7 separate regions of the Mus musculus genome follow, and regions 2, 3, 4, 5, 6 and 7 are each linked to region 1. The links are chromatin contacts, called in public HiChIP or PLAC-seq, Micro-C and promoter capture Hi-C maps. All regions are on one chromosome and are shown on one strand. Each heading gives the region's core, a stretch centred on a gene start, on an enhancer-like site or on the middle of the called end of the contact. The rest is flanking DNA. Distances are from core to core; before and after follow the strand shown. Region 1 holds the start of Comp (cartilage oligomeric matrix protein). Region 2 holds the start of Gdf15 (growth differentiation factor 15). Region 3 holds the start of Mau2 (MAU2 sister chromatid cohesion factor). Region 4 holds the start of Kcnn1 (potassium intermediate/small conductance calcium-activated channel, subfamily N, member 1). Region 5 holds the start of Tm6sf2 (transmembrane 6 superfamily member 2). Region 6 holds the start of Cilp2 (cartilage intermediate layer protein 2). Region 7 holds the start of Mast3 (microtubule associated serine/threonine kinase 3).

Region 1 (3,217 bases), core at 492-2,991:
GCAGCAGGGGTGAGCCCAGGCTGTCCTCTCCCTGCTGTCCCCTCCCTACTGTCCTCAGCACCAGCTCAGCTCCTTCCCTTCCTTCAGTTCTGACTCCCTTTCCCACAGCTCCCTTTAGGGCCCAACTGTGGCTGTGGCTCCAGCGACATGGTCCTGAGCCCCAGCCCCATGCCTGACTTGTGGCAGTCACCCGTTAGGCTGCTGTGTGCTCTTGCCTCAGCTGCAGGAGGCACTTGGGAGGCCACAAGTCTGCCCAGTAGTGGTGGTTTTCTGGAGAATTCCAGCGCTGGTCAGCAAGAACAGCCCCACACGTGTTTGGAGCCAAAGAAAACAGGAGGTAGCTCAGCCATTGGGACCTGGCCTCTCGGAACACAGCCACCTCCAGCCTTCCTCTGCAGGGCTGTTTGCCCTCCGTCCCCCTCCACCCCCTGCCCCCGTGAGTCCAAAGACAACTTGGGCACTGTTCTTGGCTAGCCTCACTCCCTGATTGTCTTTAAGCCCCAGGATTTTGCCAGCACACTGTATGTGTGGTGTTCATCTATCAAGAATCCCAGGCTCATTCCTACTGAGGACTATTGCTCAGCAGTTCCCACTAGATCCCCACCACCTCTGGGTAATAGTGTAACCATTTCCAGACCCACCTTGGCTGCCTCTGACAGAGGCCGGGGACTGCTTCCTCCAGTGTTCCCCAGCAGATACCTAGTAGGAGATATGACCCACAACAGGCACATTTGTGTAAAACATGGATGTACCAGAAATCTACAAGCACATACCCTCCGTCCGACATGCTCCACCAACTTCCACCTCTTTCCCTGCCCCCACCACTGGAGCTAACCCCCCTGCTTCCTATGACTGATCTTTTTATTCTCTTTGTTCCCTGGACTGTCTGTCTCCCCCAGGCAGCCCTCCATGGTTTCTTCTTGGAGCAAGAGATCTTCTTGGGTTGCAGCAGCCCCAAGTGGGCCAGCCCCCCTCCCCTGAGCCCAGCTTCTCTGTTTACAGATGTAAGCTGTGAGTCCTGGAAGGCCAGGTGGAGAGGGTTAAAGCTGAGGTGTTTTACAGCTCAGAGTGTGGCTGGCCCGGGAAAGATTTTCAGTTCCCAGCCAGTCTTATTTTTATGACAGGCTGTCTCCCTGGTGGCTGGGGAACAAAGCTTAGTGCAGTCCAGTGAGAAGAGAACCCCAGGGAAGCTGAGGTTCCTTCCTCCACCCCATCCCCAGCACCACCACTGCCTCCTCAACAGTGCAAAAGGGGAAGTTGAGGCAAGGACATCGTTTATTCAGAATTCTGTTTGTTTGAAGGTGCGGGGAGGGGGGCGGAGGAACCCTCACAACCTCCTGCTGACCTGGGCTGAGTCACACCCATAGGTCCCTTTTGCAGGACTTTGAAGTGCGGAGGGAGTGTGGGAGCCAGAGTGGGTGAGTTGGGACCTTTTGAATACTTATGACTTTGTTTCCCCAATGCTATCTACGGGGACAGATGAAGATTGTCTTGCATACAACAGGCACTCAGTGGTGAACCAGAGTGAGTGGAGAGCCCCAATTTACTCTTCAAGGCTCATGCCTTTCTCTCCTCAGACCCCACCATATACTGATCAGCTGCGGGTCATCCCGCAGGGCTGTGGGGCGCGGCCCTGAATGCAGAGCCCGGCCTGTTTACCTTGTGGCGGGCTCTGGGCAGGGCCGCGGGGGCTGTCCCGGACCCGGCGCGGGGATAAATAGGCCGCGGGCTCGAAGGCGCAGACAGCAGCTGCAGCTCCGCCGCCATGGGCCCCACTGCCTGCGTTCTAGTGCTCGCCCTGGCTATCCTGCGGGCGACAGGCCAGGGCCAGATCCCGCTGGGTAAAGCCGCTTAGTAGGGGACATGGTTGGACAGGAGGCCCCTCCAGGCTCATGATTCTTGCTCCTCAGAACTTGGGGTCTGCTCTCCAGGAACGTCCGGGGTTCCTGAAAAATGAAGCGGCGGGTGGAGCTTGGATGGCCCCGGAGGTGGCGGGAGGGGTGATGGAGTGGTTGGGTCGCCCATCACTGGCCCCTGTGGACGCAGGTGGAGACCTGGCCCCACAGATGCTGCGAGAACTTCAGGAGACTAATGCGGCGCTGCAAGACGTGAGAGAGCTGTTGCGACAGCAGGTAAGGAAACAGAGACAGCAGCGTGGAGACAGAACAGGGACAGGGGCATACAGAGAGGACTAAGAATGGTAGAGAACAGAGAGAGAGAGAGAGAGAGAAAGGCAGCGCGGGGCAGAACAGGTGCAGAAGGCACATCGCAGTGACGAGCGGGGAACAGAAGGGACAGAAAAGGACAGAGAGGAAAAACAGAGCAGGGAAGAGAGGACAGGGCGTGGGACAGAGAGGATGGAAACAGGGGCAGGGACAGGATTCTGGGACTAGATGCACAGAGTCAGAGATAGGGAGACAGGGACTCTGGAATGGGTTTGTGCAAAGGCGGATGTAAAGGGGGTGGTTGTGGGCACCGGGCTTCCCAGGAAGAGGGGTCGTGGGAAGAGGAGGGGGACCGAGAGGAGGCGCATGGGAAGGGGTCCCGCTGACTTCCTGCCCGGCAGGTCAAGGAGATCACCTTCCTGAAGAATACGGTGATGGAATGTGATGCTTGCGGTGAGCATAGACCGGACCCAAGGGCAGGAGGAAGGGTGGGGGCACAGAGCGAAACGGAGGAAAAGGGCTGGGGAAGGAAGCTGGCGGGGGCGAAAGCAGACAGCGACAGAGCGGACTGGACGACGGAGAGAAGGCCTGGGAGATGCGCGAAGACCAACGACAGGGCTGGCAGGAGGACCGCACGGCCGGAGGGCGCGCGCTCGGACCTGCCCAGTCCCAGCTTGGGCTAAACCGAACCCCCCGAGGGGCGTGGTCCTGAGCGGCCCCACCCCGGGAGGGGTCAAGCCCATCTTGTGGGCGGGGCCGGACAGGCGCCTCCTCTGGGCGTGGCCCAGGTTGGCTCCTCTCCGGGGCGTGGCCTAACTTCTGCGGGTCCGCAGGAATGCAGCCCGCACGCACTCCAGGCCTGAGCGTGCGGCCAGTGCCGCTCTGCGCACCCGGCTCCTGCTTCCCCGGCGTAGTCTGCTCCGAGACAGCTACGGGCGCGCGCTGCGGCCCCTGCCCTCCTGGCTACACCGGCAACGGCTCGCACTGCACCGACGTTAATGAGGTGCGCGGGCTCTTCACACCCCCGCCGTCCTGTCCCTACCCGGGCCGAC
Region 2 (3,119 bases), core at 153-2,652, 260 kb after region 1:
TGTAGTCCCAGCTGGCCTTGAACTCAAGGCAATTCTGCTTCAACCCCCGGAGTAGTTAGGATGGCAGACATGCGCCACCACATCCAAGTGTAGCTTTGCAGATCTTTAGGGAGAGCTACAGTTCGCTTGGATTCACACAACCCTAGCGGATTTGTAAGGGGGCGTGACCCAAATCAGCCTGGGCCCGCCCTCAGCCCTGCTGGGTCCCAGAGCTGAGTCCAGTCCCCTGGATCCTCCTCCCTCCCATCCAAGCGACTGTCACTTGTTACTGTAGCAGTCTCTTTACAAGCGATTGCGTCAGATTTCCGATCCAGTTCCCGCAGGTTCTTTCCGTTTGGCTCCCAACCTGGCTCCTGTCCCTCCCTCTTCCCTCCAGGACCCTCTAACCTTCCCCCATGTCCTCCCCAACTCGAGTGCTGTGCATCTCCAGGAGCGACCTTGACCTCTCTGGACATCATTTGTCCAGCTCCGGTCTAGGGACGGTCATCCGTCCTACTCTGGCTGAGCCCGCTGCTGGCAGCTCCAGAGGTCACAGCAGGGGAAACTGAGTCTCGGAAGCTGGGCTGGGCTCGTGGACTTGAGTGTGTTGGTTGGAGCTTGGAGAGGGTGTTCCTGAAGTGGGTCCCTGGTTGCTACTCACCCTCTGGACTGAGTATCCGGACAGCTGGGTCAGGACTTGGTTCTGAGTTCGAGTCCTCTCGGCTCTGGTTGGCATGCAGCCGGCTCAGCAGGTCCTGGAAGCGACCCCGTAGCTCGTCGGCGTTGAGTTGGGACTCAGGGCCGGAGGGTCGCTGTTCAGGCATTGCCAGGGCGTCCCCCTGCGATGGCCATGACAGCAGCAGCAGCAACAGCAGCAGGAACAGCAGGAACCTCAGTTGAGAGCCGCCTGGAGGCTGGGCCTGGAGCGCGGGCGGGGCCATGTCGCTTGTGTCCTGAGTGTGTCTTTGAGTTAAGCCCTCTGCAGCTGCCTTTATACCCACTGGACTCTGTCCGCTCCGCCCCCGTGTGCGATGCCAACTCGGGTGACCAGGCTAATTCGGGCGGGAATCCCAGGGCTCCGCAGGGGGAGGGGGTGGGAGGGAGGGAAACCGCCGGGCTGGGACCTGAGTGAGGGCTGATCGTCCCCACAGAACATGTGATGGAGTCCAGACTGAAGTTCAAGTGGCTTCTTCCTTCCTCTTGGGACCAGGACTCTCTCCCTCTCTCTTTCCTCCTCTCTCCCTCCCTCCTCCCTCCACCCCCATCAAAGGTGAAGCCAAGGAAAACCTAGAAAAGGCAAGTTCAGGCAAGTCACCCCTATGCCTCAGTGTCCCAGGAGTAGACATTACAGCCGTGCCCAAATGGGCTGGGACATAAGGACAAATCAGGGACTGCACCTCTTCGGTGTCCTCTGTGGGACTCCTACCAATCCTTCAAAACCCTGTACGAACAGTTGTCGCTTCAGGAACCAGATTTACCTTTCAGGATGACTGGATGCTCACACGTGCCCTGCCCTGTGCCTGCCTCAGTATCCCCAGACCAGGGGTTCCTCTTGGGAATGGAGGGAAGAGGAAATCTGCTGCGGGCCTCCTTCCAAACAGGAGGCGGCAGGTGGCTGGAGGGGGTGGGCAGTTCGTCTCAGGCTCAGATAGAAGATGGAGGAGGAGGATGAAGGTGCCAGGAGCCCCATCCACGGTCAGCCTGGGCCCTGAAAGGGTAGTGGCTGTAGTTAGGGCCTCTGGGGAAGACAGGAGTGAGCAAGGAGGGGCACCAGGTGTCATCAAGGGCTCCTGCTGGGGTCCCTCCCAGTATTTACATACTGCTGGGTGGCCTCTGACCTGTGGGGTCACTCCAGGTTAATGACTGACTAGGGTTACTCCATGTCCCCCTGTGAAGACAAGGTAGGTGCATGGTAAGTCTTCACCCGCCATCTCCTTTGTCCAAGACCAGGATGACCCCCAGAACCCTCCCCAAACTGATTCCAGACCACTCCTCCTCAGATCCAAGCCCCACCCCTGATGCACTGCCCAGAACTACCTGTTTGCTCCAGGACCCTTTGCCTACGGGGGTGACTCTTAAAGATCAATGTGGAGAGAGGTGGCACCGCCCTTGGGATCGCAGCTGTGGGCAGTTTTGAGGTATCTGCACTCTGTGAGGAGGCACAGCATGGTGGCCACCTGGCCGGTGAGAGTGGGGTTCTGGGATTATGTTCATCTCTGACCGTTTTCCCCCAAATTTAAGTCTCAGAGTTGGATTCTCTGCCCTGGGCGAGCTGCTGATCTCCGAATCATATCCCAGAGGATAATACTGCAGTCTTCTGGTCCCAGGCCAGCCATTGAGCCTCAGTTTCTCTTTCTGTGAAAGGCTGCTGTGGTCTACATCGTCAGGGTAGGGGTACAGCGGGGGCCGGGGGTGCACGCTACAAATTGAGGGACTATCCCGCGGTCCCATGTGACCTTGGACAAGTTTCTCAGCCTCTCTGCGCTGCAGAGCAAAGGCCAAGGATCAGGATACAGCTGTCTTGCTGCGTGAGATGAGAGGTTGAGACAGGACCATCATGGGTCACAGGTGGGGAAACTGAGGCTGGGGACGGCCCAAAGTCTCTTGGGATGCAGATGGCTTCGTAGATATGGAGCTCGGGAGTGGGCCGAGCAGCTGCCCACTCCCACACGGGGAGCCCTGTGCGGTCTGGATGCTGGGACAGGCCTCGATGTTCTCAGCACTTCTGTACCCCACCTAACCCCACAGGCCGCAGACAGATGCAACCTCAGCCAGCCCAGGTTGCCTCTCTGGCCCTCGGTGTCTTCCTGTGATGGGTCCCAACTTTCCTAACCCACACAGGCCCCTTCAAAAAAGTCACCAGGGCTTCCTGTTTAGGATCCCACTTCGCCAGGCATCTGTGCCCCCTCAACACACACCCACTGCTGTGTGTGACCAACTATACCTTCAGCTTCATCCCGTGGGGTCACCACAAGTTGTGGTAGAGAACTAGAGATGCCCATGTGACCTGAGTACACAGTAGGAGCTCCTGTGCACCTTGAAATTCACACTCTCAGCTGCTTGTCGATAGAGACCCAGGCCTAAAGTCTCAGTCAGGTGTCAGGGTGTCACTTGGGGGTTAAAACAAGACTGTCAGAAGC
Region 3 (3,164 bases), core at 610-3,109, 330 kb before region 1:
CACTAGAAGAGGGCATCAGATCCCAGTACAGATGGTTCTGGGAATTGAACTCAGGATCTCTGAAAGAAGAGTTAGTGCTCAGAACTGCTGAGCCATCTCTCCAGTCCCATCCCTGGTTGGTTCTGTTGAGACAAGGTCTTCTATGTAGCCCTGACTCTTTGGCAACACTCACAGAGATCCATGTGCCTGTCTTCTGAGTGCCAGGATTAAAGGCATCTGCCACCCTACCCAGCTCTTTTTGATTATAATTTTTTAAAATTAATGGTATTATTTGTTGTGTATGATATGTATGAGTGCAGGCAAATTTGGAGATCAGAAGGCAATTTTTGAGAGTGTTCACCTTCCACTCAAACTCAAGTTATCAGGCTTGTGCTGCAAAAGCCTTTACCCACAAAGTCATCTAAGCAGACCTGCTTTCTTTGAGATATTCTTCCTGTGTAGCCGAGGCTAGCCTCTTGCCTCTCCCTTGAACATGTACATCACAGGTATGTGCAACTATGCCTGTAATCTCAGTACTTGGGTGGCCAGGAAGGATGACAGCTGGGAATTGAGACCAATTCTTTGCTACATCGTGTAAGACCACGACAACCCCCCCCAACACAAAAACAAACAAAAAACCCAAACTTCACACAGTGTGGTCTTTGCTAAATCACTTTACTTAGCTAAGCCTATACGGTTTCACTCTTGAAATAAGGAAGTTTATTGGTTCAGTGAGGATTAGAAGCTCTAACTATGCACAGTGTGGGAAACAAGAATTTTGATCCCCTCCTGAAGGCAATTTACTAGACTGTCTGCAGGTCAGAACATTAAACATCTGAATAGTCAAGGAAACAAAGATAGGAAAATGGCAAAAAAGAGGCGGAGGTGTGGAAGAGACACAGTTGCCATGAGAAGAAACAAGTCTTACTGAGAAGCTGAATGACAGCTACCTCTTGAAATTCTGTGAAGCACCAAGACGTCACAAATCAAGTTGGAGGCGGAGTGGGGACTCTTTCAAAGATGGACCATTTCGTGGTGGGAGAAGAAGCCACCAACAGTGAGACTGACCTCCAGACCCCCGAGGTGCAAGTGACTCTAGAAGCTACTTTCTGCACTTCAGGTCCTCACAAGGCAACAACGTTCAACAAGAGGCTGAAGGCCTCACCTTCCCCAATATCCATGCCACAAGGATCTGGGACTCCAGACCTAGACACCTGACTGTCAGAAGTCCTGGACTTTCAGATTTCCTGCGACCTCGCTTTCACACGTCAGGGAGCTCGCATCTCTTCCTTAGGTAGGTGCTTCTAGGCTGACGCTCTGGGTCCTGTTCCCGCGGCCACCCGACTAGGAGGGTCCCCGATGCAAGCACCAAGTAGCTGAAGAGGGACAACTTTCCCGGTTCCCGGGTGAGAGGGCGTGGCGGAGCCGCGTCTGTCACCGCAGGTGAGGGCGAGGCCTTCGGAAGTCCCAAGCCCGACGAGGCGGAGAGGATCGAGTCCCCGGTACCCGCGGCCCGCCCGCCTGGCCCGCACACTCACCGCCTTCTCCAGGTGGCTGCGCGCCTGCTCGCTGTTCTTCGTGTGGTGGTAAAGCACCGAGCCGAGCTGCAGGTGCGTCCGGGCCTCGATCCGCTGAGGCGGCTTGAAGGGGAACACGGCCTGCAGGCAATGAACGCACAAGCGGATCTTGGGCGGGCTAGATGTTCGGAAGTGCTCGGCGAAACCCAGGAGAGCCAGATACCACGACTCGGCTGCCTCGGCCTGTGCGGCCTGTGCGGCGGCAGCCTGAGCTGCAGCCGCCGCCTGCGCCGCAGCCGCCGCCTGTGCCGCCATCTTGGCCCGCACAACAACAAGCCGCCTCCACAGAGAGGCGGAAGCACCTTGAGGGGCGGGGCCTGGCGACCCGCAATTCTCGCGAGAACTGCTACGCAAGGACTTCTGGGTCTTATGGTGTGTGTTCGAAGTGGCTCCGACTGAGGAAGACTCTGAGGAGAGGATGATACCTCTGCATCATCGTAACTGAGAGTAATACACGTTCGTGAACTGACGCCGGCGTTTCTGTGGAGAAGACGCCCGGTGTCCTAGAAGGGGGTTGGACGAGATTGTCGGAGAAGGACTACATTTACCATCAGACCAAGCGCACTATAACAGAGCCTCCCTCTTCTCAGGTGGCGCCGGAGCATTGTGGGATTGGATGAGTCTCAAGATGGACAACCGGGATGTTGCAGGTAACATCCCCCGACTTCCCTTCGCCGCCCGCCTGGGTTCTCGCGACTGCACGTCTCCTGTTCACCCTACTTTCTGTCACGGACCTGACACGCGGACTTCTCGCCTCAGCCCCAGGGAAACTTACAGTAACGTTGCGTGTGCCCTTCTCTGGTCTGCCGAGACCCCAGACTCGGGTTCGCCCCCCAACCCCCGCCCGTGGCTGAGGAGCGCTCCTGGTCTCCCTCAAAGGCCTGGGCGCCGGGTGGGAACCGCATGGGCTTTCCCAATAAACTGCTCTCGGGCCGGTGGCATCCACAGCGGACAGCCTGGGACATCCCTCCTGCCCCTCCGGTCCCCTTTGGCTTGGGTCCTGCCTTGTGGGAAATGTGCGTTTCCGAACTGCACTGGGTCAGCCAGGGCGGTTTCCCACGGTTACGGGTTTAGCTCTCCCTGTGCCCCTAGGATGAAATGCATTTGCCCATTCACCATATGCTTCCACACTTGCTGGGTGCCAAACGCTGTGCTAAGCTTGCGTGTCAGTGCACCTGGAAGCAAATTTTGCAAAGAACTAGTTCTCGTGACGTGAGGTTGGATGCTGCTAATATATTGAAGGTCAGGGAAGGCTTAACAGTTTTTAAAAATCCATTTGTCTTTATGTCTTTGTGTGTGAGTACCTGGAGCTGGAGTTATAGTAGGCCACCTGGATGTTTGCTTGGATTCTCTGGAAGAGTGACAAGCACTCTTAACCTCTGAGCCATCTCTCTGGCTCCATGAAAAGTCTTTCTTGAGTACAAGATGTTCCATATGAGTAGATGCTGTCTATAGGAAGGCAGAGGTTTCACCACAGAGGCTGGATAGGCCTCAGAGTGGACTAGGATTGTCTCCTTGGAGATTGTTATGAATGAAATGGAAATAATTAGGGGTGTCAACTCTGGTAGTGTCTAGGGAGTCAGTTTTGCTTTCAACATTTAGAATTTA
Region 4 (3,065 bases), core at 60-2,559, 480 kb after region 1:
GGCCTGGGTGCCTGCAAGACACACAGGTGAAGAGGCAATATGGGGCTGTGACTCAGCTGTCTGACACATATGCCAAGCCTAGGTGCTGCCATGTTGTTCCCTGAGACAGCCTCTTCCTGGGCAGGCTGGCTGGCACAGGACAGATGCAGAGCAGGCAGGGCTCAGTGACCAGTCCTGGGCTGGCTGTGTTTTGAGCCTCCAGTTAAAAGGACTGTCTGTTGCCCCAGGCACAAGGGGGATACCTCTTCTGGTTTTAAAAAGAAGAGCAAAGCTGAGGGAGGTTGGGTGGCCCCTGGATCCTCTGCCAGCACCGAGTCAGACACAGACTAAGGGACACAGCCTGGCGGTGGCTGAGGGCAGGACCTTGACAGGGAACCAGGCTGGCTCTGCCCGAGTGGCTGTGAGCTGAGGACAGAGCTGCTTTCTGTCATGGAGCCTGGGGTACCAGCTCAGTCCGTTTTCTCTTGTCTTCTGTAATTTTATTTATTTACTTTAGAGACAGGCTCTCAATCTATAGTGCAGGTTGGCACTGTGGCAAACCCCAGGTGCTGGGATGGCAGGTGTAAGTCGCCATGCTAGGACTGGTGATACATACCTATCAAGAGGTGCTAAACAGCAAGGCTAGCCTGGCCTTTGAGGCCAACTAGGGCTACCTGAGAACCTGTCTCAAAATAAAATAAAATCGGATCAATAGGTGTCCCTTGCTGTGAGTCTCAAGGAGGCACCCACCTCCCACAACTCTTGTAGGAACCACAGTGATAACGGCTCATGACAGAAACTCCCAAGACACTAGACCTGTGTCAGGTGGCCTCCCCAGCAGCTGGTGGGGAAATGGAGTTGAGGAAGGGTGCCAGAGCTCTTCTCACCAGGCTCACTGACTCCTCAGGGTGCCCGGCTCTGCTTGCCCTTTGCACACCGGCTACCAGGGAGCTTACAAGGCCAGTCTGGCAGCCCAGGTGCTGTCACTGAGCACCTTGACCTCAGTTTAGGGTGGCCGAAGAGTGCTCATGTCACTGGCCGTATCACATCCATCCTTGTGCATGGACTTTATGGACTCAGCGTCTCCCACTCGCAATCTTCCCTCACCGGGGGACACGCGCACCCTCTCTTCTGTGTCCCTGACCCCTGACCGCGTGGCAACACCATCCCCAGCGTCGTCCCTAGTCGCATAGCCCAGGGACCCGCTATTACTGCCCCCCCAGCCCCCTCACCCCCGCTTCCTCTCGCCAATACCTGCGGGCGGGGACCTGGACCCTCGTGCCAGCGCGTCCCCGCCGAGACCGGCCAGGGAGGGGGAGCAGCGCCGCCCCGTATGAGCGGCGCCTTGGATTGGCTGAGTGCACCAGGCCCCACCCCCATGACCCCGCAGGCTCCGCCCATGCTTAAAGCTCCCTCCTGGGCACTGGGCAAGAATAAGAACCCCGGTGATGGGCATCTGTGCACAGGCAGCTGGCTATTGCAGGTGATCCTGCACACCTGGACCTCATCTCTGGGGACAGACAAGCCCGCTCACCTCAGGGACCCCGATCTTAAACCCTATTAGCCTTGCGGGCAGAAAGAGCTCCAGGCAGCTGCAATCATCAGGGCTGGGGAGACCCCCGAACCTGCTCTGCCCCCATCATTCAAGCCAAACTTACAGAGCTCACTCATGAAAGTTTTTGTTTTGAATCAAGGTCTCACATAACCTAGTCTGGCGTCAAACTCACTGTGAAGTACAGGCTGCGCTAGAACTTACCAGGGAGTCCAGGTTAGCCTTGAGTGGCCTTGAAGTTCTGTTCCTTCTCCCTTCACCTCCTGAGCGCTGGGACAGTTTTGGGCCCCCCTTTCCAGCTCATGCAACATTTTTTGTGGTCTTGGGTTTTGTTTGTTTGTTTTGATAGCTCTGTAGCCAAAGCTGATCTTGAATTTACTCACTGAAATCCTCCTCTCAGCCTACTTCCTAAGGTGCTGGAGTTTCAGGTGTCTTCTAAGACATCCCAGAGACCAAGGAGTCTAGTCTCCGCCCCTTCAGTCACGTGATTACTGACAAGCTGGGGAGCTGAGGTTTGCCTGCAGCCGAGCGATGAGTGTGTGTATCCCCTCCCTAATCCCCTCCCCACCCCCACCCCAGCCACCCAGCTCCTGCTTCTTCCTGGCCCAATGTCTTTGCAGTTTAGAGGGCCTCAGGAAGGACTGAGGGGCAGATGTGTGGCCAGCAAGTGGCCTGGGAGCAGTGACAGCACTGAGCCCCAGCAGAGCCACCAACAGAGTGACAGTCCAGGTGTTGGGGACCACATCTGCACTATCCACATAGGTGGAGCCAGATGGAACCAGCCTGGGGTGATAGATGTAAGCAGGTTCCAGGAGACACCACAGAGGGACAGGCCAAGAGCACCAGGTTCTGCCTCCAGCCCCTAAACCTTCTGCATGTGGCCACCTCAGCCTGTGGCTGTGGGCCTTCCCTGCCTACCCCCTACCCAGGAATTGTTTTGCTTTTTGTTTTAGAAAGGGTTTCATATCTGTGAGGCTCAGACTTACTATAGAGCTGAGGATGGCCTGGAACTGGCCATCTTGCCTCTACCTCTCAGGTCCTACCTGACAGGATAGGCCTGGGCCACCAAGCCCCATTTGTTCCGTGCTAACAACAGAAGCCAGGGCGTCATAAACACTGGCAAAGCACTCAGTCTCCTGAGACACACCTCAGCCTCTCACAGCCCCCAGGGATTGGGGGCATGCCCCCGTTTGTCATCAAAATTGGGGTGCTCACTGTCCATCTAGCTCTCCTCCAGGCGCCTGTCTCAACATGCACCCCCATGGTGCCTGTGACCACAATCAAGGAGTTCACAGGCTCAGCAGTCACTGCCTCTAAGACTTACCCCTTCCCTCTTGGGGCCCACCCTGCCTTTAAGGAGCCCCTGGAGGAGGAGGTATCCTAGCAACCAGTTGGGGTGGCCTGGAGGCCTCTGGGCACCTCAGCCCTGGAGATAGATGAAGCTGGTGGTGGTAATGGGCAGGGTGGTTCTGGGCTTGAGTGCAAACTGGCCACACCTTCATCCTAGGCATGGGCTCCAGGGGCCATGGTGGGC
Region 5 (2,906 bases), core at 290-2,789, 300 kb before region 1:
GCTGGCCTCTGACCCCATGTCTGAGTGAATCTAGGACCTGCCAACCCTGCCACCAGTCCCCACCCCAGTACCCCAGAAGCCCTTCCTGTCTGTCTCATCCTGGTTCCTACTCATGACTGCTGGTTTTCCTTCCACAGGGGTGCCACCACAATAGATGGAGCTGGCTTTGGCATCGACCGGCCAGCTGAACTCTCCAAGGAGGATGATGAGTACGAGGCCTTCCGCAAGAGGATGATGCTGGCCTACCGATTCCGGCCCAACCCGCTGGTGCGTGCCTCCCTGACTGCCTGTTAGTTTGAGAGAGATGACAAAACCCCTGCTGTAGCCCTCACAGGATGTCAGCTCTGCTGCCTGCAACGTTGTGGAGGGAGGACCTATAGTTTTCCACTAACACTCCTTTGATCTTTTTGGGCTTCCACAGAACAACCCCAGACGGCCCTACTACTGAATATTCTGGAAACACAAAGTCTACATTCAGATCGGCCATCCTTGGACTATGAAATGTTCTGGCATCCATCTCTATCCTGTGGTCACAAGTGTTGTGCTGTGTATTAAAGTCCCAATGCTCACCTGTCCAGCATTCCAGTTCCTGCTGTTGCCAGAAACCTCTTTTGTCCCTCCTCCAGTCCCACTGAGGCTCATTGAGTTCACAGTAACTGGAGACCAGCCAGTTGATTCAGACTTTACCCCAGGCAGAGGAAAAAGAGGCTTCCAAACACTTCATGATATGTGCATGGGCTGGTGTGGACTGGGCACAGCTGGAGTATGGGTAGGGCCTGTCTAGAGGCAGAGGCCTGGGCTGTCTCATGTATTGCTCACTGCATAGCTGCAAGAGCCCAGCTGGAGCCCGTGATGGTCAATCTTTGCAGCTTCATCCCATTTGTGCTGCCCTGGATCCTCCCCAGACCTCTCCAGCTAGTCAAAGTCCTCAAGAGAATAAGAATGATAAATCTGAGTACTCCAGTCTTGCTCCTCTGGTCTTCCATCTCCCCAATGTTTCCCTCTCCCAAGATCTGGTTGGGCATGACACAAAAGGTCCTAGAGTTGGCAGAGCTGAGTAGTGGGAGTGTGGCCAGGGGCTGGACTGCAGTGTGTACAAGTTGTGAGTGTAGGGCCTGGGGGCGGGGCCATGTAGAGCGTGGCTGCACTCTTGAGCTAATGCCTGTGAGTAGGGCTAGGAGAGGTGAATGGGTCTTAGGTAAGGGACTATTGTGGACTCGGTAAAGGGAAGTCTCTACAGTTCAGCCCCACAGGTGACTAGGGTATGGGGGCGGAGTTATAAGCTGGGTAGAGGTAAGGGGGCATGGCTGCAGATGTGGGACGGCTGAAAACTGGGAAAGGACGCTGTGCAATGGATAAAAGGACTGAGAAAGGGAGCTTATGGGCGGAGTCTCCTGATAGTAGGGCGGCACTCCCCACCCACCCCCTCCGCATACTGGCCAAGAACCTCAACACAGGAAAGGGTGGTGACCAGCTCCTGCGCGGGGCGACCTTTGCGCGCGGGGGGGGGGGGGGGGGCAGGCAGGTTCCTGGCAACTCAGAGCTCTGACGCGCTGCGGTCACGGAGCCAAGCGTCCTGGAGGCCTCGCCGGGGTCGGGGTGCCGCTGCCATGGACATCCCGCCCCTAGCCGGCAGGACTGTGGCAATGTCATTCTGCGCCCTGCCAGTGTCCTACCTACTCAATCAAGTTTCGGCGTTCTCACAGTGCGTTTTCGTCCATGAGGACCATGGGGCTGGAGGGAGGATGAGGGGTAGCAAAATCCCATAGGATGGGAGCTGGGCCGGGGGAACGCCATTGCAAGCAGAAATCCCTCTCCAGCCGCGCTGTCAGGAAGATGAAGTTGTAAGTTTCTGGGGAAAGGTGATGTGGAGCCATAGTGGGTTGTGGCATTTACGAGTATTCCAGGGATGTATGCTGTGCCAGTTCCAAAGTCACCCAGGGTCAAAGTATTTTCCTAGATAAAGCCCAACTCACCCAACTTCCCTGGTACGCATGCCCTGTACCATCGTCTCTGTCTCAGGCCTAGAGTTAACTCCCCCTACAAGCAATGAGCACCCTGTCCCTGACTTCTATCTTCAGATAGACCCCGGAGGTCCAGCAATCCCCTCACTCCAAAGCTCAGTTAACTCAAACAGTGGGATAGAGAGGGCCTTAGCCATAGGTCTGACTCCCTGGTACCTGTCTCCTGAGAGTCTGAGTGAGCCAAGTGCCCTTTGGGAGCCCAGGTCTCTTTATCTATCTGGGTTTCACTATCGTCATGGGTGAGGATCACAAGTTCTGTGCAGTGTCAAGATTAGTGTTGGCATTTTGGTTAAGTAAAACCAGGATGGAGTTTATGAAATGTGGGCCTGGGTAGTTTAGGAGAATTGAACAAAAACTGGCTGTGTGGCACCAGACAGGTGGATTCCCCTCTCTGGGTTTTGGTTTGTTTGTCCAGCTGTGTTAAGGGAAGCCCAGAGACCTGGCTTGTGTTATCTATGCAGCTAGCTGAACTGTCTTATCAGACTGTATAACTTCGGTGTAACTGAGCAAGAATAGGGAAGTGCAGTTGGAGACATTTGGACTTTAGTTGAGAGAAACTGGGAGCCTCAAGAAAATACTAGATTCCCTCCCATCAGAGTCCAACCACATGAAGGGTGAGGCTCAATGAGTGACCTGGCAAATCCAAAGGAATGAGTATTAGCTAATGATGAAACACAGAGATAGGGAAATCAGAGAGGGCTTCCAGTGGGAGCAATATGGATAAGCCTTGAAGTATGAGTAGGAGTTTGCCAAGTAGAAAACCTAACCAAGAAACCACTGATGGAGAAGTCAGGTCTCATTCTCCTTTGCTGACACTTTCTGAATAATTCCTCCAGGAGGTCTCACCCAAGCACTCGATTTTCCCCCAGGCCCCTGTTTGTG
Region 6 (2,959 bases), core at 51-2,550, 490 kb before region 1:
GCACCCTTTCGCCCATTGCAGCTGGTAGCGCCCAGTCGGTGGTGCGCGCCTCCAGTGCCAGTGGTCTCGGGCACACCCGCGCGGGACCATAGTAGAATCGAATGGCGGCCAGGCTCTCGAAGTCGCCATCTCCTCCCGGGTGATCCACGTTGAACCACGACGTCCACTCGCTGGCCTCTGTGAGCATCGCACGCTGAGCCCGGGTCCCACCTCCCTAGTCTCTCCAGCTTGGAGCCTTGAGGCCCAAGGAGCTGTGATGTCCAAGGACTCCTCATTCTCCCTACCCTCCCCACTGACCCCACCAGGCCCAGATCACACAGGCGGGTTGCTGAGGTGACTCACCCTCCCAATCTTCCAGGGCTGGCGAGGGCTGGCCGGTATCTGGCGGCCGTCCCTGAAGACCCCTGGCGGTTGAAGTGTGCTCCTCGGTGGGGGTGGCATCTGTGGGAGTTCGAGGAGGCACAAGATAGGGACCACTGAGACCCCTCTTTTGGTGCAACAGGGGGAACATTGACTACCACATTTCACGGGATATAAAACTGAGGATCTGAGAGGCCAGCTCTAGCCCCGGGGACTGCAGCAGCACCCACTCCAGGAAGCCTTCCCATTACTAGCAGCGGACCCTGAAGCCCTGTCACTCCGCAGATCTGGCGACTCTATGTCCCACTACACCTCTAGGCTCAAATGTTCATCAAACACAAGTCGAGTGTATTAGGCTCTGCCTCTACCCGCAGACCGCTGCAGTCTCTTCCTGGAAGTCCCCTCCTGCCATATACTCTCCCGGGTCTTTCTAGGTGGGACGCAAGGTGCCAACAGGTAAGTCCTTGGTTTCTCTGGCCTTCCATCTTTCCGGGGTGGAATAGGAAGGCAGACAGGTTCAGACAAACCCCTTCTTCCTGGAGCCCCAGCCTTCTGAGAAATAGGACTGTCACCAGCCCCGCGGAGAGACAGCTACGACCCCTTGGCACAGATTTGGAAACCTGATGATTTACAATTCAAAGCCTTGGCCAAGTGGACCTTCCTGGGACGACGATGGAAGAGGTTTCTTTCACCGGCTCTCTGGGACGCTCATGAGGTGCTCCCCCGCCCGCTTCTGTGCCTGCGGCTGTCGTCCTGGTGTGTTTGTTTGTGTGTGTGTGTGTGTGTGTGTGTGTGTGTGTGTGTGTGTGTAGGGGGTGGTTCCCAAGGTATCTCACCTCGCGCTCCCGCTAGGTGTAAGGCGGCAAGGCAGAGATAGAGCAAGGGCAGAGGTGATGCCATCGCCAGGTCCGAACTGCTCTGCGAAGCTCTGAGATCTGACTGTGGCGGGCCTAGCCGCTGCTTGGACCTAAAAGGGCGGAACGGGCCACAAGCCACGCCCCCGCACACCAGACTGGGTCTTCTAAGCCTCCCGCGGTACCTCCGCCCTTAGACTGCCCTTGCCCGGTGTCCTGCGTTCCCCCCTCCTTCTCCAACTGGGTCCCGTGCTGTGTGCCTGGCTCCCTCTGGTCTGAAACTTGAAGCTGCTGGCGCCCTAGGATGCTGGACGTTCTCTATATTGTTAAACTTCGGTCCTAAGTACTGGAGGCCACCCCCCAGCAGGGGTCTGCTCTCCATTCTAAGAAACTCCACGGCGCAGCTCCTCCCCACAAACCCGGAGGGAAGTCTCCTCTCCACCCGCCCACCCCCTGGCCTGGTACACAAAAGAGGCAGGGGAGAGGTGGTGGAGATGTTTATTGGTGCGGTTCACAGTGAGGCCACGCAGTCGGTGCCAGTATATTTTGGCAGGTGCAGGCCAAACTTTCGGCGGACGTCATCAGGCACGAACCTGCCGGCTACAAAGTGGAGACGTCCGGAGAAGCGGCCGGCGCAGCTCTTGGGCGCTGCAAGGGACACCAGCACATCGGGCTGCACCGCGTCCTTTGCGTCTCCGCCAGCCTCCGCATCCCAGCCTGAGGGCGGAAGAGGGGGAGCTGAGGACCTCCGGCCCGGGACCAAGTCTGCTCTGCCTCCCTCCACGCACGCGGGTAGCGGTCAGACCTGCTAACCGCAAACCGCCTCCACCCTCCGACTACACCATTTCCACTGCTAGTCTGCCAAGACCCAGCCTCTGCCTTGAGCCGTGTCTCCTTCCGCAGAGGTTAGGAACCGCGCCTTGCTTAAATCAGACCTTCCTCACCCACCTCGGGTCTGACCTCAGCCTCTCTACCCCACCCTGTACTGTGACCCGAGACCCCCCTCCTTCTAAACTGTGCCCCCACATCCCTATCGTATTTGATTTCCCCCTCCGACCTGAGACATCTTGGTTCTCTGACCCACCTCGTGGTACTTTTGTTAGGACTCTGCCCTCTCCCCAAACCACCAGGAGTTTCGGTTCCACCCAGTCCACGAACCAGCAACCAGGACTTCTCTCCTGCCTCAGGCACTAACCAGAGCCACCGGCTCCTCTCTCTGATTAGAGGCTTCCAACTGCAGAATCCCTCACTTTTCCGGGACCACCTACTGTATCCCCCTAGGACTAGATATGCCTCGGCTTTGGTCGGGGATTGTCCTGGAGCAGTGTAGCTAGGGGACACCCCCACGCAGTCCCCACGAGAGGCTGAGCGCTGTTTGTCCTTAGCAGCTCTGGCCTGGCAGGCGTGGCCTCTGCCGAGTGAGCTCACAGGACTGGTGGTGGGTGGTGCCCGTGGAGCTGAGCACTCGGACCAAGGGGACACGGAGTCACTTGGGACAGCCACTTGTATCGCTCCCATCCTCAGGGCGGGTGTGAAATACGATGGGGGCAGACGCGGAAACCGAGGTTGAAAGAGTTGGACAAGGAAAACCGAGTTGGGGGAGGGGGGTGCAGAGGGGTAGAATTTAGGATGGATGGAAAAAAACAGGCTAGGGTAACCAGGCTGTCCCTGGGTGGCGTGCCTGAGGGGACGTCCAGGCTCACAAGCGGGATGGAGAGTCGCTTCAGCGTGGCCAGCGCGCGCGC
Region 7 (2,810 bases), core at 91-2,590, 420 kb after region 1:
AGTGTCAGGGAGGGAGCGACAGGAGGGGCCCTAAGGAGGCAGGGAGGGTTTTGGGTAACAGAAGGGCAGTTTGCAGGCCAAGATAGGAGGTGCCGCAGGCAGCAAAGGGCATAGGTTTTAGGGAGCTGAGCCCAGCCTGTCTGTTGCTGCAGGAGGCTCTGTTTTCCCCATCAGGACAACCAGAAGGTGCACAAAATCAACACACCCTGTGAAGCTGGCCTTGGGGGACCTATGCTCTAAGAGCCTGCCTACAGGAGGCCACGCCCCCAGAGTCAGCTAAGCCACAGGTGTGGACACAGTACAAACCAGCATTGAGCTGGGGGACCCACCAACTGTACCTGCTCTTCACACAGGGAAATCGGGGCTACCAGCTACCAAGAGGGTAAAGAATTGCCCCCTAGGCTGAAGTGTGGGTGCAGAAGCGGAACCCAAAGGGCCCTGCAAGACTTCCTGTCGCCCCCCCTCTGCACACGACACACACTGGCAGCCACATCCTCTCCCTGCCCTGCTGTCCCATGGTCCTGCACCGGTAGCCAATGAGACTGGTTGGTTCCTTTCCCTTATGCTTAGACAAGACCTTGAAAACAACCATATTGGACGCCTCAGAGAACCTGGATCATCTCACTTGAGCACACATTAAATGCCAACTGCTTACACTGTTCCTTGCTCTAAAAGGCCTGTAAGCCATGGTAGGCACCACACTATCTCAAGGCCCAGTCGAAGCTTTGGATCGAGCACTCAGGGTCCTTGCATCTCAGACTTTTCCCAACTATGCTAACCTAAATACAGAGAAACACAAGCACAGAGAGGTTGAAGAACTACCTGGAGTCACACCGCACGGTAAAAGCTATCTTACAATTAGAACCTGGGTCGACAGTTGAGGCACCATCTCTCTTGGCCTCTGTGCCTTGCAAAGGAGGACCTGGGCCGAGGAGAAGCATGCCTTCTTGGCTGTAGACCTGCCACCCACTCGTCAGTCTGGGCCATGAGTATTTGCATCTGCGCCAACATTTCCGCTGAGTGTCCAGAACAGACTGCTTCATTCTTCCCAAATTCATCGCTTTGCAAGGCCCGAGTCCCAAGTTCAAATACCGGCGTCCACAGCTAGACCCTGCGCCCCAAGCCGTCCCTACCTTTTGGAACGCTGTAGCAGCGCACCCTTGGCCAGGCGGCTGCGGTGCCCCGGGGCCGCGACCGCGGTCCAGTAGCTGGGGTCGGACATGCTGCCGCCCTCCGTCTGCCCGGGCCTCGGCCAGATCGGCCGGATTCGGCCTGAGCCCCGTAGAGCGGCCCAGTGGCCGCGGGCAACAAGGAGCGCGCGCGGTAGCAAGGAGGAAGCCCGGCTGGGAGCCCCGCCCAGTCACGGGGCGGAGCCTGAGGGGGCGTGGCGTCGTGATGGAGGAGGAAGGGGGGCGAGGCGTTGCTACAGTGCTAGGCGGGGCGTTGCTAGGGTCCCCAACTAAGGAGCTTTTGTTGCTACAGCTCTGCCGGAAGCGCTGGGATGGAGCGCAGTTAGAACCCGCCTGTCGGTGCCCAGCATTGCCAGGGCCTTGAGGGACAGCGCGGGGCGTTGCTAGGGCCCCGAGCAGATCGGCGCGGCGTAGTGGACGTTGCTAGGGCTCTGGGACTAACGTGAGCGTTGCTAGGCCCCCTAGCAGCACAGGCAGGGGTTTGCTAGGGTTCTGAGCATAGGGGGCGGGGTTACCTGGCCGTTGCTAGGGCTCTAGGTAGCAAGGGCGGGGCGTTGCTATGGACCTCAGCAACACAGGCAGGTTGTTGCTAGAGCTCTAAGCACCAGGAGAGGCACCCTGACAGGAGAGCGAGGCGTTGCTATGGACCTCAGCAGCCCAGGCAGGGCTTTGCTATGGTTCTGAGCATTGGGGGGGCGGGGCTACCTGGCCGTTGCTAGGGCACTGCGCGGTGAGGGCGGGGCGTCGCTAGGGCCACAACAAGCAGGTGGGGCGTTGCTAGGGCCTGGACGGCGGAGTAGAGCTTTGGCGGTGCTAGTAGTGCAGGCTGTGACGGGTCTGCCCTCTGACTTGGAGGTGTTAGCCCTGCCTGGCTCTTCCCCTTTCCTTCCCATCTGTATGATGTCTGCGATGAACGCAGTGTGCATGGCCACGAAAGCCATTACCAAAGGCGATAAGTCATATATACTACAAACCAAAGGAATATGTCCTTTTCCCCCAGGTCCTAGGTAGCCAGTGGTCATTCTGACAGCACCCGACTCCCTGGACTTTTAGACACCGGATCAGAGCCTTGCTCGGATTTGAAGCTCAGATCCTATATTTGGTGCAAGAAGATAGCTGGGGAAACTGAGGCACATGCACCCAGGTTTTCCCCAACTCATCCTTGTCAAGTCACTCTGAGACTCTGCCACGTCTCCTCCAGGCTCTTTGCCACGTCAGGCGTTTCCCATGCTGCTGGCTGCAGCACAAACCCATATCCAGTCATTTATTCACTTGATAAACATTTATTGAACACTTACAGTTTACCTGCCTCTGGGACATCTAGGGGTGACTTCAAGGTAGTCCTTGATCTCAGATAAGGAGACAGATGAAGAATGTCAAAGAGTAACTTCAAAGAAAGAGGGATATAGCTGTGCTGGCAGAATGCTTGCCTGGCATGGAGGGCTCCATCCCAGCCCTCACCACACTTTTGGAGGTGGTAACACACACCTGTTGTCACAGGACTTGAGGGGTACAGGTAGGAACTTAAGGCCAGCCTGGACGATATTTCTTTCTCAAGAAATAGCAAAGAAGGCAAGCAGACAGGCAACATAATAATTTTGACCATGAGAAAGAAGAGAA

Evidence for each region. Promoter capture Hi-C pulls out the DNA fragments that hold promoters and counts their contacts. A called contact is a pair of places that touch in the nucleus more often than the background predicts. HiChIP or PLAC-seq counts read pairs in DNA pulled down with a chosen protein or histone mark.
Region 2: a contact with region 1 is called in an H3K27ac HiChIP or PLAC-seq map of microglia, with 5 times the contacts expected there. The contact joins the promoter of Gdf15 here to the promoter of Comp in region 1. A contact is called at or near these places in 6 of 39 promoter capture datasets (cranial neural crest, embryonic stem cells, frontonasal cranial neural crest and 3 more), 2 of 115 datasets of contacts at active chromatin or transcription factors (microglia and trophoblast stem cells) and 2 of 9 other capture datasets (adipose tissue and pancreatic islet).
Region 3: a contact with region 1 is called in an H3K4me3 HiChIP or PLAC-seq map of embryonic stem cells, with 2.8 times the contacts expected there. The contact joins the promoter of Mau2 here to the promoter of Comp in region 1. A contact is called at or near these places in 2 of 39 promoter capture datasets (the C10 cell line and second pharyngeal arch cranial neural crest), 1 of 115 datasets of contacts at active chromatin or transcription factors (embryonic stem cells) and 1 of 9 other capture datasets (liver).
Region 4: a contact with region 1 is called in a Micro-C map of embryonic stem cells, with 1.6 times the contacts expected there. The contact joins the promoter of Kcnn1 here to the promoter of Comp in region 1. A contact is called at or near these places in 2 of 484 Hi-C or Micro-C datasets (both in embryonic stem cells) and 1 of 115 datasets of contacts at active chromatin or transcription factors (pancreatic cancer cells).
Region 5: a promoter capture Hi-C map of embryonic stem cells shows a contact between it and region 1. The contact joins the promoter of Tm6sf2 here to the promoter of Comp in region 1. A contact is called at or near these places in 8 of 39 promoter capture datasets (the C10 cell line, cranial neural crest, embryonic stem cells and 4 more), 1 of 484 Hi-C or Micro-C datasets (embryonic stem cells) and 2 of 9 other capture datasets (adipose tissue and pancreatic islet).
Region 6: a contact with region 1 is called in a promoter capture Hi-C map of embryonic stem cells. The contact joins the promoter of Cilp2 here to the promoter of Comp in region 1. A contact is called at or near these places in 2 of 39 promoter capture datasets (embryonic stem cells and liver), 1 of 484 Hi-C or Micro-C datasets (embryonic stem cells), 1 of 115 datasets of contacts at active chromatin or transcription factors (embryonic stem cells) and 2 of 9 other capture datasets (liver and macrophages).
Region 7: a FOXA1 HiChIP or PLAC-seq map of pancreatic cancer cells shows a contact between it and region 1. The contact joins the promoter of Mast3 here to the promoter of Comp in region 1. A contact is called at or near these places in 1 of 39 promoter capture datasets (pre-B cells), 1 of 484 Hi-C or Micro-C datasets (embryonic stem cells), 1 of 115 datasets of contacts at active chromatin or transcription factors (pancreatic cancer cells) and 1 of 9 other capture datasets (pancreatic islet).

What each region holds. Positions count from the first base shown.
Region 1 is chr8:70,371,807-70,375,023 of GRCm38.p6, forward strand. It overlaps Comp (cartilage oligomeric matrix protein), which reads left to right and starts at 1,742. Exons shown (of 19, transcript NM_016685.2): 1 at 1,742-1,841; 2 at 2,047-2,132; 3 at 2,567-2,618; 4 at 2,999-3,168. The coding sequence starts at 1,766. Gm51533 (a long non-coding RNA gene) reads right to left here and starts at 3,054. Exons shown (of 4, transcript XR_003947399.1): 1 at 1,660-3,054; 2 at 642-699.
Region 2 is chr8:70,630,693-70,633,811 of GRCm38.p6, forward strand. Gdf15 (growth differentiation factor 15) reads right to left here and starts at 1,403. Exons shown (of 2, transcript NM_011819.3): 1 at 641-1,403. The coding sequence starts at 920. It overlaps Gm34154 (a long non-coding RNA gene), which reads left to right and starts at 1,871. Exons shown (of 2, transcript XR_870495.2): 1 at 1,871-2,163.
Region 3 is chr8:70,040,875-70,044,038 of GRCm38.p6, forward strand. Mau2 (MAU2 sister chromatid cohesion factor) reads right to left here and starts at 1,860. Exons shown (of 19, transcript NM_001376946.1): 1 at 1,518-1,860. The coding sequence starts at 1,811. Sugp1 (SURP and G patch domain containing 1) reads left to right here and starts at 1,913. Exons shown (of 14, transcript NM_027481.3): 1 at 1,913-2,206. The coding sequence starts at 2,173.
Region 4 is chr8:70,855,699-70,858,763 of GRCm38.p6, forward strand. Kcnn1 (potassium intermediate/small conductance calcium-activated channel, subfamily N, member 1) reads right to left here and starts at 1,310. Exons shown (of 10, transcript NM_032397.3): 1 at 1,234-1,310.
Region 5 is chr8:70,071,385-70,074,290 of GRCm38.p6, forward strand. It overlaps Tm6sf2 (transmembrane 6 superfamily member 2), which reads left to right and starts at 1,540. Exons shown (of 10, transcript NM_001293795.1): 1 at 1,540-1,705; 2 at 2,894-2,906. The coding sequence starts at 1,611. Sugp1 (SURP and G patch domain containing 1) reads left to right here. Exons shown (of 14, transcript NM_027481.3): 13 at 138-267; 14 at 422-963. The coding sequence ends at 448.
Region 6 is chr8:69,886,092-69,889,050 of GRCm38.p6, forward strand. It overlaps Cilp2 (cartilage intermediate layer protein 2), which reads right to left and starts at 1,301. Exons shown (of 8, transcript NM_026818.2): 1 at 1,197-1,301; 2 at 343-441; 3 at 1-177. The coding sequence starts at 1,260. It overlaps Yjefn3 (YjeF N-terminal domain containing 3), which reads right to left. Exons shown (of 6, transcript NM_001353930.2): 5 at 2,896-2,959; 6 at 1,697-1,931. The coding sequence ends at 1,726. It overlaps Gm33746 (a long non-coding RNA gene), which reads left to right. Exons shown (of 3, transcript XR_379069.4): 1 at 1-179; 2 at 503-816; 3 at 903-2,293.
Region 7 is chr8:70,791,093-70,793,902 of GRCm38.p6, forward strand. Mast3 (microtubule associated serine/threonine kinase 3) reads right to left here and starts at 1,341. Exons shown (of 26, transcript NM_199308.2): 1 at 1,134-1,341. The coding sequence starts at 1,222.